3 separate regions of the Mus musculus genome follow, and all the other regions are linked to region 1. A link is a contact called in public HiChIP or PLAC-seq data. All regions are on one chromosome and are shown on one strand. Each heading gives the region's core, a stretch centred on a gene start, on an enhancer-like site or on the middle of the called end of the contact. The rest is flanking DNA. Distances are from core to core; before and after follow the strand shown. Region 1 overlaps Clec16a (C-type lectin domain family 16, member A). Region 2 overlaps Clec16a (C-type lectin domain family 16, member A). Region 3 overlaps Clec16a (C-type lectin domain family 16, member A).

What was found. HiChIP or PLAC-seq counts read pairs in DNA pulled down with a chosen protein or histone mark.
Region 2: a CTCF HiChIP or PLAC-seq map of CD8 T cells shows a contact between it and region 1, with 9 read pairs. The contact joins two enhancer-like sites. A contact is called at or near these places in 3 of 15 datasets of contacts at CTCF or cohesin (CD8 T cells, the NIH/3T3 cell line and embryonic stem cells), 26 of 484 Hi-C or Micro-C datasets (the HL-1 cell line, bone marrow-derived macrophages, cranial neural crest and 11 more) and 10 of 115 datasets of contacts at active chromatin or transcription factors (the 230-238 cell line, CD8 T cells, bone marrow-derived macrophages and 5 more).
Region 3: an H3K27ac HiChIP or PLAC-seq map of CD8 T cells shows a contact between it and region 1, with 15 times the contacts expected there. The contact joins two enhancer-like sites. A contact is called at or near these places in 1 of 15 datasets of contacts at CTCF or cohesin (CD8 T cells), 9 of 484 Hi-C or Micro-C datasets (Th1 cells, bone marrow-derived macrophages, cerebellar granule neurons and 6 more) and 8 of 115 datasets of contacts at active chromatin or transcription factors (CD8 T cells, Th17 cells, bone marrow-derived macrophages and 3 more).

Annotation. Positions count from the first base shown.
Region 1 is chr16:10,637,264-10,640,705 of GRCm38.p6, reverse strand. Clec16a (C-type lectin domain family 16, member A) reads right to left here. Exons shown (of 23, transcript NM_001204229.1): 17 at 1,791-1,919. Among named protein-coding and RNA genes, the nearest start is that of Gm52264, 19 kb to the left of the region's middle. Within about 2 kb of position 1,530, at least 82 of the 459 cell types and tissues checked have an H3K27ac peak or open chromatin away from gene starts, as enhancers often do. A contact at or near this core is called in the 230-238 cell line, CD8 T cells, Th17 cells and 2 more, where this site is marked.
Region 2 is chr16:10,739,683-10,743,124 of GRCm38.p6, reverse strand. It overlaps Clec16a (C-type lectin domain family 16, member A), which reads right to left. Exons shown (of 23, transcript NM_001204229.1): 23 at 1-1,511. The coding sequence ends at 1,156. Among named protein-coding and RNA genes, the nearest start is that of Socs1, 44 kb to the left of the region's middle. Within about 2 kb of position 1,809, at least 66 of the 459 cell types and tissues checked have an H3K27ac peak or open chromatin away from gene starts, as enhancers often do. A contact at or near this core is called in the 230-238 cell line, CD8 T cells, double positive thymocytes and 1 more, where this site is marked.
Region 3 is chr16:10,723,637-10,727,078 of GRCm38.p6, reverse strand. The region is part of intron 21 of Clec16a (C-type lectin domain family 16, member A); the gene reads right to left. Among named protein-coding and RNA genes, the nearest start is that of Gm15558, 42 kb to the right of the region's middle. Within about 2 kb of position 1,783, at least 24 of the 459 cell types and tissues checked have an H3K27ac peak or open chromatin away from gene starts, as enhancers often do. A contact at or near this core is called in CD8 T cells, Th17 cells and regulatory T cells, where this site is marked.

The DNA.
Region 1 (3,442 bases), core at 281-2,780:
GACACCATGGCAAAAATTCCTGTGCCATCATAAGGGGCTGAGTTTGTAGACAAAGATGGGAGGAGAAGCAAATGTCTCTAAGTGTTGAAATATGGAAGAAAAATGTCCTTCCTTTAAAAATGCTGAGCTCTGACTGAGTTTTCTTTAATGTGTAACACACAGCCACCCCATTTCCTCAAGGTCAATAGTGACAAACATAAAAACCTGCTGTGCCCACAGGGAACATGGGATCAGAATGTGGGGACACAAATCTGTAATTCCAGATATCTGGGAGGCTGAGGTAGAAGCCAATCTGGGCTACTTAGTAAGACACTGTCTCAATCAAAACTGAGAGGAGGGTGAGCATGTGCTGGCATGTGCATGCTCTGGCCTCATCCCTAGTACCAAACACAACACCCTAGCACAGGGACCCTTGGGCAGTGGCTTCCCAGATAGCTGATACTTCAGTTCAGACTTTACCATTTGCCCGCGCCCCCTGCTGGCTCTCCTCTGCACTAAGCTTAGCGAGTCCTTGAGTGGAACCTCTCGCTCATCTTAAGACACTGGTGCATTGCACTCCTTTCCCACCAACACACTTTCAGTGTTTACTGTCGGCCAGAAACTTCACAGCCATCCTGCCAGCTACTGTGGGCAAAAGCTGAGGGGGCACAGGAGGAACTTTAGGCTCAGGGACTTAAACAATGCTTCCAAGATCACACAGCTATAACCTCTGTAGGCCTGACTAAGGAACTCATGTTCTTTCTCAGCCACTCCTTCCAACTGCCCCTACCTGAGTGGGGATAACTCAAATTCAAGTTCTGCTTGGAACCCCAAACTGTGATGACTTTGATTTCAACATGGATGTCCCTTATGGGCTGGCAGGAGTCAGGGGCACTTTTGGTATTTTGATCTTACACTTAAAAAAAGTATTTGTGTTGTGTGCACACATGGAGGTCAGAGGACAACTTGCAGGAGTCTGTGGTTTGCTCAGGGGGCTGGGAATGTGTGTTGCTTGAAGATACAAAGTCTCCACTTCCTCTGTAGCCCCTGAGCACATGGTTAAAAGTGCCAGCAGGGCGGAGGAGGTCACAGAGGTTCTTGTCTGAGGCACACACAACTTTATGTCACTTGCTTTCTGAAATCCTAAAGTGAGACCCCCAAGCCACAAGCAGACCAAGGACGATGTAGTGAGCCTGGGAGCGATCATGAGTGCCTCTAAATTATCCACTCCCAGTCATGTCTCCAGGGAATGATTTTCCAGGAAAAGGCAGTGCTGCTTTCTAAGAAAGAAACCGAGATCTTACGCAGGAGATAAAATACTGTGAAGAGCCTGAGCGAGGCTGCTTCCTAGAGCGGCCGCCTCAGAACAAAGTGCTGATAAGGGGATCACCTCTGCTGTTCTAAGAACAGGGCTCTGTACGCACGCTCTCCTGCGCAGCCAGCACCATCCTCTCACTATCGGACAGCTTGCCAGTGTGCCTAGGGCTCACATCCACCTCCCACACTGGCTGTTCTAGGCTCTGGGTTCCCTTGCTTCAAAGAAGATTGGCTTGGCCTCCATCCAGGGTTTTGGCTGCACTCTGCCCTGGCGCAGGTAGTCTGACAGCAGCCCACAGAGGTGCCAGTTGCCACAGAATCTCAATCTCCAATTTCCAAGGGCACCAGGCTTTGGAAAGAAAGCCATGTATGGTAGTAGGTGCATGCGTGAGGCTATTCTTTCCAGGTGACTAGACACCTATTGGTGGTAGGCTTCAACTGATCTAAAGACCCTTTCCCTATGGCCTAGGAGAGGCCAGAAAGCACTTACTCACCCGCCTCGTCTTCTCCACATCACCACATGGCAGCCGCTTCACAAAGTCAATGCCAGTCAGTGGAGTGCCCGTTGGGGGCAGGAGGATGGAAGCATCCATCATGAGATACTCCACATTCATGGGCTTTATCTAGGAGAGACAGCACAGGAAGCCTCAGCAAAGGCCCTCCTGTACTTGGGCCACAAATGAGCCAGCTCTGGGTTAGACGGGGCCTATATTTCTCGTGTGCCAGATGAGTGGCAGGCTCTTTTCATTCTCCAAGTTGTGTGTGTGTACTTTTCCCTTCATTTAAGTCAGAGGGCCCCATGACCGCCTAGTGCTGACTGGCTGCCTTCCTTTGTGGGACATGTTTAACACTGTTTTCCAGAGGCCTGAGTCCCTTTTTCAAAATCCCTGTATCCCAGAGCAGGGTGGCAGAGCCATGTTCCCACTCCAGGCTGTTCTTGGCACTGGTTTCACAGCAGGGCCTTCTTACAATACAGATTGGTTCCATTGCTCCTACAGTGCCAGGACCTCCTCCATGGGATTCCTCCCATTCTCTCCATGGGGGTGGGGATAACAGTGAGTCTCAGGGTCTGTCATCCCTTTGGTAATAAACCTGAGTCACTAAAGAATGTGTGAGCAGCTTGAGTGGCACTCACTCACGCTAGCTCAGAAGCCAGTGTTCTAGGGGCAGCTGAGGACTGACTGTAGTTGCAGGTGTGTTGCCTTAGTGTTTCTGGAGAATGGCAAGCATTGTCCAGCAGAACGCATAAACACTGGAGTAAAAGAAGCAAACCCCAGGAAGCTTCCTGTAGGGTGGGATGAGGGAACACACTTCCTGTGGGGTGGGATGAGGGGAGGGGACACACTTCCTGTGGGGTGGGATGAGGGAGAGGACACACTTTTGGCTTATGGGTCCTGTGTGAGGCCAGCTGCTGGGTATTTCAACTCAGAGGTCTCCACTGCAGAGATGACAAACAGCCAGACTCAGATTAAAAGTAACCCGCCCAAGGGCACACAGTTAGGAAGCAATAAAGGCAAACACTTCAGGGGCTTGGGAGCCCCAACTTTTTCAAATCATAAACAACCTGTAGAGTTAACATTTCCAAGCTGAAAGGGGCACCATGGAGGAGCACTCTGGGAGGGGACTCCGCACTAGATAGAGGAGACGTTGAAAACCTGTGCAGTGCTCCACTGTGACTGATGGTGTGAAGAGGGAAGTACCATGCCCTCCTAGGCATGGCTGGGGCTGTGTGGGTCAGTAAGGTGGAGGCACAGTCACCACAACCCACACGTGAAAAGGAGGTATGACCTTGAAAGTGATCCATGGATGCTTCAGGGGGGCAGTGACAAAGATGAGGTAAGGGCTCGGCTGCCAGAGCCCTGGAGATGGGTATGGAAGCCAGGGAGCCACTTAGCCATGCTGTCTGCTCTTCTCTTTCTGACACTTTAAACACTTATGTTCATTATAAATGTCCCCATCACTTCATGCTTTGGTGAGTTATGTCCATGAAAAAGATCACTTGTCATCTATTTATTGAGTGCTACTTGGGGACTGAGAGACAAACAAAATAGAGAGCTGTCATCTCTAGTCTGTCCTCTGCTCCAGGGAGAGGCAGGGACGGCAGGGACTGCACCTGAGCTTATTGCTCTAGAGAAGCAGCACAGAG
Region 2 (3,442 bases), core at 560-3,059, 100 kb before region 1:
AGCCTGGAGTAGTGACCTGGCTGGCCAGTTCAGAGGAGGGAGGGGCTGATGGCACAGATCTGTTCCTTGCTGGCACATGCCTACAACTATGGGGTTTTCATACTGCGTGGAAGCAGCAAAGGGTGGGGCAGGAGGGAGGGGGAGGAGGGAGGGGGAGGAGGGAGGGGGAGGGTGGGATTCTGCTTTTGGTCACCTGTTTTGCAGCTGGGCCCCAGTTGGGCATCCACTTGCATCTTGGGAAGCAGATTATATCTGAGGATGACTTTCTGTGCCTTAAATCCTTTGATTTCTGTCACGGACACTGGCTAATGGGTCTTTCTTGGATGAAGAGAGAAGGGAGCGTGCCTGCTCGGAGCAGCGTCTGTGTGGTGTCCTGAGCAGGGAACAGACGTCATCCAGGTCACGCGAGAGCAGAGGCTTGGCCTTCTCACCCATGTGACCTGAGCGGACTCAGGTCTCTCTCATCTTGTTCAGAAGTACCTCAGTGTTTCAGGGAGAGACATCATCACCCCACAGGCTTGTAGAGTTGGGGACAGAGAAAGAAGAATCACTCAGGAAAACAGAGGAAGTGACAGCCACAACTTCAGAATAAAAACATGGAAAAGTTCTAAGGACAGAGAACCTTAACAGCTGACACTTCTAATGAGACTCCGAGCCTTATGGTTGAGGGCTTTTTCTTTTTGCCCCTCCTCCAAAATAGATTCTTTTAAAATAAATCTCTTCATTTGTTGCCAAAACCAGAAATAACTAGCTCGAGGAGATGCTTATCTAGGTTTGCTTCTCCACAGGTTTCTACCCAGAGTAACCTTGTCCACTTCTGTGCACACTGGGAGGGAAGACAAAGGAGCTGCCCAAAGGACGGTGCCAGTGGGTCCTGCCCCCTGCGGCTGTCAGGATCAGGGGCAGGGCCCCAGACCCCTCTGAGGTGGCCAATGCCATCGTCTCTACACAGGAGGCCGTTTCTAGGATCCCAGCCTGCTCAGCGAGAGGTCAGAGCAAATGAGTGCTTGGTGGTTGTCTTGTAGGGAGAGGTATGAGGGGCAGTTTTCAGGGCCACGGAGAATTGTGGGTGCTCCCAGTGTGTCTTGCTGTCACAAAATGCATGGGGGGTCCCTACCAGCGGGCCGCACACACAAAGGGAGAGCTCTGGCGCACTCAGTGCTCTGTGGGTTCCGCAGGCTCTGGGTTTACAGCACCCTCAGCTGGGGTCTCCGTATCTGCTGCAGGCAGTGTGGGGAGCTGGGAGATGCCAGAGAGGGCTCGGAGGCTGTGGGGATCGACCGGGGGGACAATGGTCAGTGACTCGACACTCAGTGTGTCAGCAGTGTCCTCGTAGAGCAAGGAGATGGTGGGCTGCTGGGCGGGAAGGAGGCTAGGGGACAGGTGCATTGTCTCCCCCTCAGAGCTCCTGGCCGATGAGTTCTTGCTGGGCTTGGAGTTGACATCCATTTCATTCCCAATCACTGACTGGTCTAGGTGAGGCTGAGGCTGTTCTGGAGTCGTGGGGGCATCTAGGTGGGAAGGAAAACAGAGATACTCTCAGCTCCAGTGACACTGTACTCAGCTGGCACCTGCCACTCCTGCACTGCACCAGGGTGGAAAACTCTGTGGGGAGACTGCTAATATTAGGGGCATGCCTGTTCCACCAACTCCTTGATGGGACCCAGAAGCTCCTAGCTTCATCTAACTTAGGCCTAGGGATAGTGTGTTAGGATCTTGGGTACCTGACTTGTGAAAACTCAGGCCTTGTCTGAAATCAACACCTGAATACTGAAAGTGAAACCTGGTCTGGGCAGGCTCTGTGTGCAGGCAGAGAGTCTGGAGCATTGCCTAATGGTAAATACAGAAACTGAAAGCAAACAGGTTGGGGCGTCTCTACAATCCCAGGCTATTTCCAGAGCCTACATTTGGAGATATTTGCCAAGGAATCCAGTGTAACAGCTTTTTTTTTTTTTTTTTTTTTTTTTTTTTTTTTTTTTTAAAAGGTAGAATGTTCTAGTTTCTAAAATCTTGTACTGTTGTGAGCTTCCGCCTTCTGCAGGCACTAAGCTTGCACCCACCAAGCAGATGGGCTTGCCCAGGGCCACTACTGAGCTAGCCTCCACCCAATGTGGAATTTTTAGTATATGTGCTGCCAAAACGAGCACCCAGTGTAGAATTGTTGTTGTTGTTGTTTGTTTGGTTCTTTATTAAACCCTTGGAGACTGGATAGATGCAGGCCACTTGCTTTTCAATGATGCCAGCCAGGAATGTGTGGCATTCAAGGGAAGAGCCATTCAGCACTTCAGCCTGGGGACTTTAAGACCCCGAGAGGAGGTGCTAGGGATGTGGCTTGGCTACACGTTCATATCTGTATGGATTCTAGGGTTAACAGGCCTCCGAAGAAGATGGCAACTGTTCAGTCCTAGAGCTTCATGAGGGGATTTGGGGCAGATGGGATGTAGTTTTAGTTCAATGTTATTCTGGTGACTTCATTTTGTTTTCTAAAGCCAAAATAAAACAGAAAAGCAAACCAAACACAGAGCCAAAGGATGGAAGAACGAAGAACAGAATAAAAGCAGGCAACATGAGGAATGGTGGCAAGCAGGGGAGCCAAAGGGGAGGAAAGCGCATGCCGCTTGCTCGCTCGCTCGCTTGCTCAGCCAGCACGCCAGCACATGCTGCCGTGTGCCTTCCTTCTGGACTCTGGGAAGATGGAAGGGTCAGTCAGTTCCGTTCCTTCTAAGAGCTGTACTTTGGTTTTTGGACTGCTGGGGATGGAACCCAGGGCCTCAGGCACAATGCTAGCCAAATGTTTGCCCAGGAGCTCCTTTACCCAGTGTCCTTTCTTAACACAGGAAGGAGAGAGCAGGAGTCTAGAGAGAGCCACTTCCCATGGCTTTGGGCCCGCCCTTGCTTGGGGGCTGTGGGTGTCAGTGAGAACTGGTGCAAAAAGAGACAGAGGTGTCTGTTGTGCAGACTGCTGTGCTCACACCGCCGTCCCTCGCTGCTCACAGTCTCCGCTAACTACTGACTTGTCTCACTGTACGAGCCATGCTTGGGAGCTGGGCTGGCTTTAGTTCAGGTTCCTGTTGTGACCCTGTGTGAACCCTCCATGTCTAAGTGGCACTCAGCTGCTCAGTGACCTTTTTCAAAGTTTTGGGACAGGTCTGAGCCTGCCTGGGAAGGCCTCCACGAGAGGCTGTGACTAGGCAGCTTGGAAATGACCCCCGCTGCAAATGGAATTGTCCTGCTATTGGTGATGGGGACAGAAACGCTGCCTTCCTGGGTTCTTACCTCTTTCCTGGTTCTCTAGTGGGGCTTTTGCGGATGAGAATAATCATGAAGGCAGGGAGACCATGGTCAAACACACCTTCAAATCCATCAAAAAAGCAAAATAACCAACAATGCCACACAAATGGCTGCTTTAGAAAAGTAGCAACTTTTTGTTAAAAGGGCTGTT
Region 3 (3,442 bases), core at 534-3,033, 86 kb before region 1:
TGTGAATGAATGGATAGCTCTATCGCATTTGTCAAGAACAAAATCACTACCAAAAGGTCAGCCTCCCATTTTTTTCCATATTTTTTTTATTGGGTATTTATTTCAATTACATTTCCAATGCTATCCCAAAAGTCCCCCACACGCTCCCCCACCCACTCCCCTACCCACCCACTCCCACTTCTTGGCCCTGGCGTTCCCCTGTACTGAGGCAGATAAAGTTTGCACGACCAATGGGCCTCTCTTTCCACTGATGGCCGACTAGGCCATCTTCTGATACATATGCAGCTAGAGACACGAGCTCTGGGGGGTACTGGGTAGTTCATATTGTTGTTCCACCTATAGGGTTGCAGATCCCTTTAGCTCCTTGGGTACTTTCTCTAGCTTCTCCATTGGGGGTCCTGTGATCCATCCAATAGCTGACTGTGAGCATCCACTTCTGTGTTTGCTAGGCCCCGGCATAGTCTCACAAGAGACAGCCATATCTGGGTTCTTTTAGCAAAATCTTGCTAGTGTATGCAAAGGTGTCAGTGTTTGGAAGCTGATTATGGGATGGATCCCCGGATATGGCAGTTTCTAGATGGTCCATCTTTTCGTCTCAGCTCCAAACTTTGTCTCTGTAACTCCTTCCATGGGTGTTTTGTTCCCAATTCTAAGAAGGGGCAAAGTGTCCACACTTTGGTCTTTGTTCTTCTTGAGTTTCATGCGTTTAGCAAATTGTATCTTATATCTTGGGTATTCTAAATTTCTGGGCTAATATCCACTTATCGGTGAGTACATATTATGCAAGTTCTTTTGTGATTGGGTTACCTCACTCAGGATGATGCCCTCCAGGTCCATTCATTTGCCTAGGAATTTCAAAAATTCATTCTTTTTAATAGCTGAGTAGTACTCCATTGTGTAAATGTACCACATTTTCTGTGTCCATTCCTCTGTTGAGGAGCATCTGGGTTCTTTCCAGCTTCTGGCTATTATAAATAAGGCTGCTATGAACATAGTTGAGCATGTGTCCTTCTTACTTGTTGGAACATCTTCTGGATATATGCCCAGGAGAGGTATTGTGGGATCCTCTGGTAGTACTATGTCCAGTTTTCTGAGGAACCGCCAGACTGATTTCCAGAGTGGTTGTACAAGCCTGTAATCCCACCAACAATGGAGGAGTGTTTCTCTTTCTCCACATCCTCGCCAGCATCTGCTGTCACCTGAATTTTTCATCTTAGCCATTCTGACTGGTGTGAGGTGGAGTCTCAGGGTTGTTTTGATTTGTATTTCCCTGATGATTAAGGATGTTGAAGCCTCCCATTTTTAAGCCCAGTGACAGGGAATACTGGGCATGGAGTCAGGATCCCAGGTTCAAGTCCAAGTTCTGTCCACTCTGGCTTTGAGAGGTGGGATGAGTCCATTCCTGTTTACCTCTGCTTCAGCGCTTCCTTCCAGCAGCCCAGGCTGGCCTGCAGTCCTTGGCACTTGTTGGGCCTGAGTGCTAGCTGCCAGCTTGGGCAAAGGTTTCCCCCCAATACCCCACCAAGTCTGTCCTGCTCAGGCAGTGTATGAGAAACCCAACTGCAAAGATGACTAGTGTTCTGGGTAACAGCTTTCACTACTTAAGCAGCAAGAACCCTGTGGACGTGTTTCTGAGATAGCTAGCTTATTTCTATTATTCATTTCTCCCTTCACTTGCAGTTACAGAACCTGGCCACTAGGCATGGCCTTATAACTGAGTTGTGGCCATGAGACAGACATCAAAGTGGCATGTGGGATTTCCAAGAAGCTTCTTCAACAGGAAAGAGGGTAGGTACATCCTCTATTCTGCTTCCTGGAACACGGATGACAGAAGTCCAGCAGTCATCCTGGACTAAGAGGGGAACTCTTTATGAGGGAAGGAAGAACACTGAGTGGAGAGGAGCAGGGTCTCTGATGCCTCATGGATCCCTTGTTTACCCATATTCATGAAGCTGTCACTGGAGAGCAACAGAAACCTCCCTTCTAGCATTTTCTATGTTGTTGAAGCTAATCTTATCTGATATTGTGAGGAATGCCTTGTTAATGCAGGATACAGGCTACGTCCCCTGGTCATATTGGTATGCTGGCTCTGACCTTCTTCTGGTAGGGAGAAAATTGCCCTGAGCCTATGGGGCTGGTAGTTCTGGTGGAGTACAGGGATCTGGACATGGTAGGATGAAGAAAAAGGGGAGGGGCAAGTGATCCTGATTATGAATTCAACTTCCTTCCATGATGTAAGTGGAGGTTTTGGTAGAACCCAGTGGATGGACTGAGTTTCTTTCTGAGTTCAAACCAGAAATCAAAGATTCTAAAAGAGGACTAAGACCTTGAACCTGAGGGCGGTAAGAGACTGCACAGTATGCAGACAGGGACACTGGGGCCTGGGCTGAAGCTTTTTTAATCTTCCAAGAAAGCAGGGGCTGGTGGTGCCTTCTGGGTATTTGACTAAAATATAAGTGTTCCAGGTTAAAAAGCATTTGCCTTTTTGGAATTATGGAACTGGCTTGAGTCTATGTAGGGGATTCCACAGGGGCCTCTCAGAAGGTCAAGTGCAGAAGCCTGCTCAACTCAAGTGTCATTCTAAGGAGCTCCTACTCTGTGTAATGTAGGGCTACACCTGGCAGACCACCAGGGGCTCACTGCTTTCAGGATTAACTCTATCCTTACCCACAGACTTGTAGGGCTTGCTGCTCCCAGCATACATCTGTATCCCTCTGAGAACTGAAGCCCACCACCAGAGAAACAAGCCCTGAAGCCCTATAACAGAAGCAGCTAGTACTAGACCGACATCGGGCTGCATGCCAAATCAAAGTGACAGTAGGAAGACTTCTGTCACAGAACAGCACATTTAGCTTGAGCCTCTCAGGAGTTCCAGCTTAGGGGGAAAGCATAGCATGGTGGAAGTCTTGGGACCCACTGGTCACTGAGAGTCTGCATCCCTTGACCCTCTCCTGGCACGTCCCCGAGAGCAGCAGAGGAGACTTAGCTGCTTGCCTTTAGAAAGTGTCTCATTTATTCTGCCGAGAAGCCACCACATGGTGGCCTTCATCAAACTTACTTCTCTAAGCAGTGACACTGTGATTTCTACAAGAGTGAAAAAGGAAGTGCTCTGGTTGGTGCACTGCAGTGCCAGAGAGTGGCTTCCCTGCTTTTTTTCCAGATTTTTCTGTGGATCCCACTGGTAGAGATCACACACAGTACAAGTTTGGCTGTGAAAGTGAAAGAGGGTGGGAAGGGTGGGAAGAACTAAGAGGCTTCCCTGACCCCACAGAGACCTGGAGGCTAAGAAAGCCTTCTGTTCTATCAGGAAAACACAGTGTTAACACCCTGGGTCCTGAAAGATATCAGGGGCTGAGACCATCAGTGTAAGACCCCCCACTCTGTGTACATTTCCAATTCTTCCAAAGAAGGTGGCTATCTGGACTTTTATGTAAACTACACA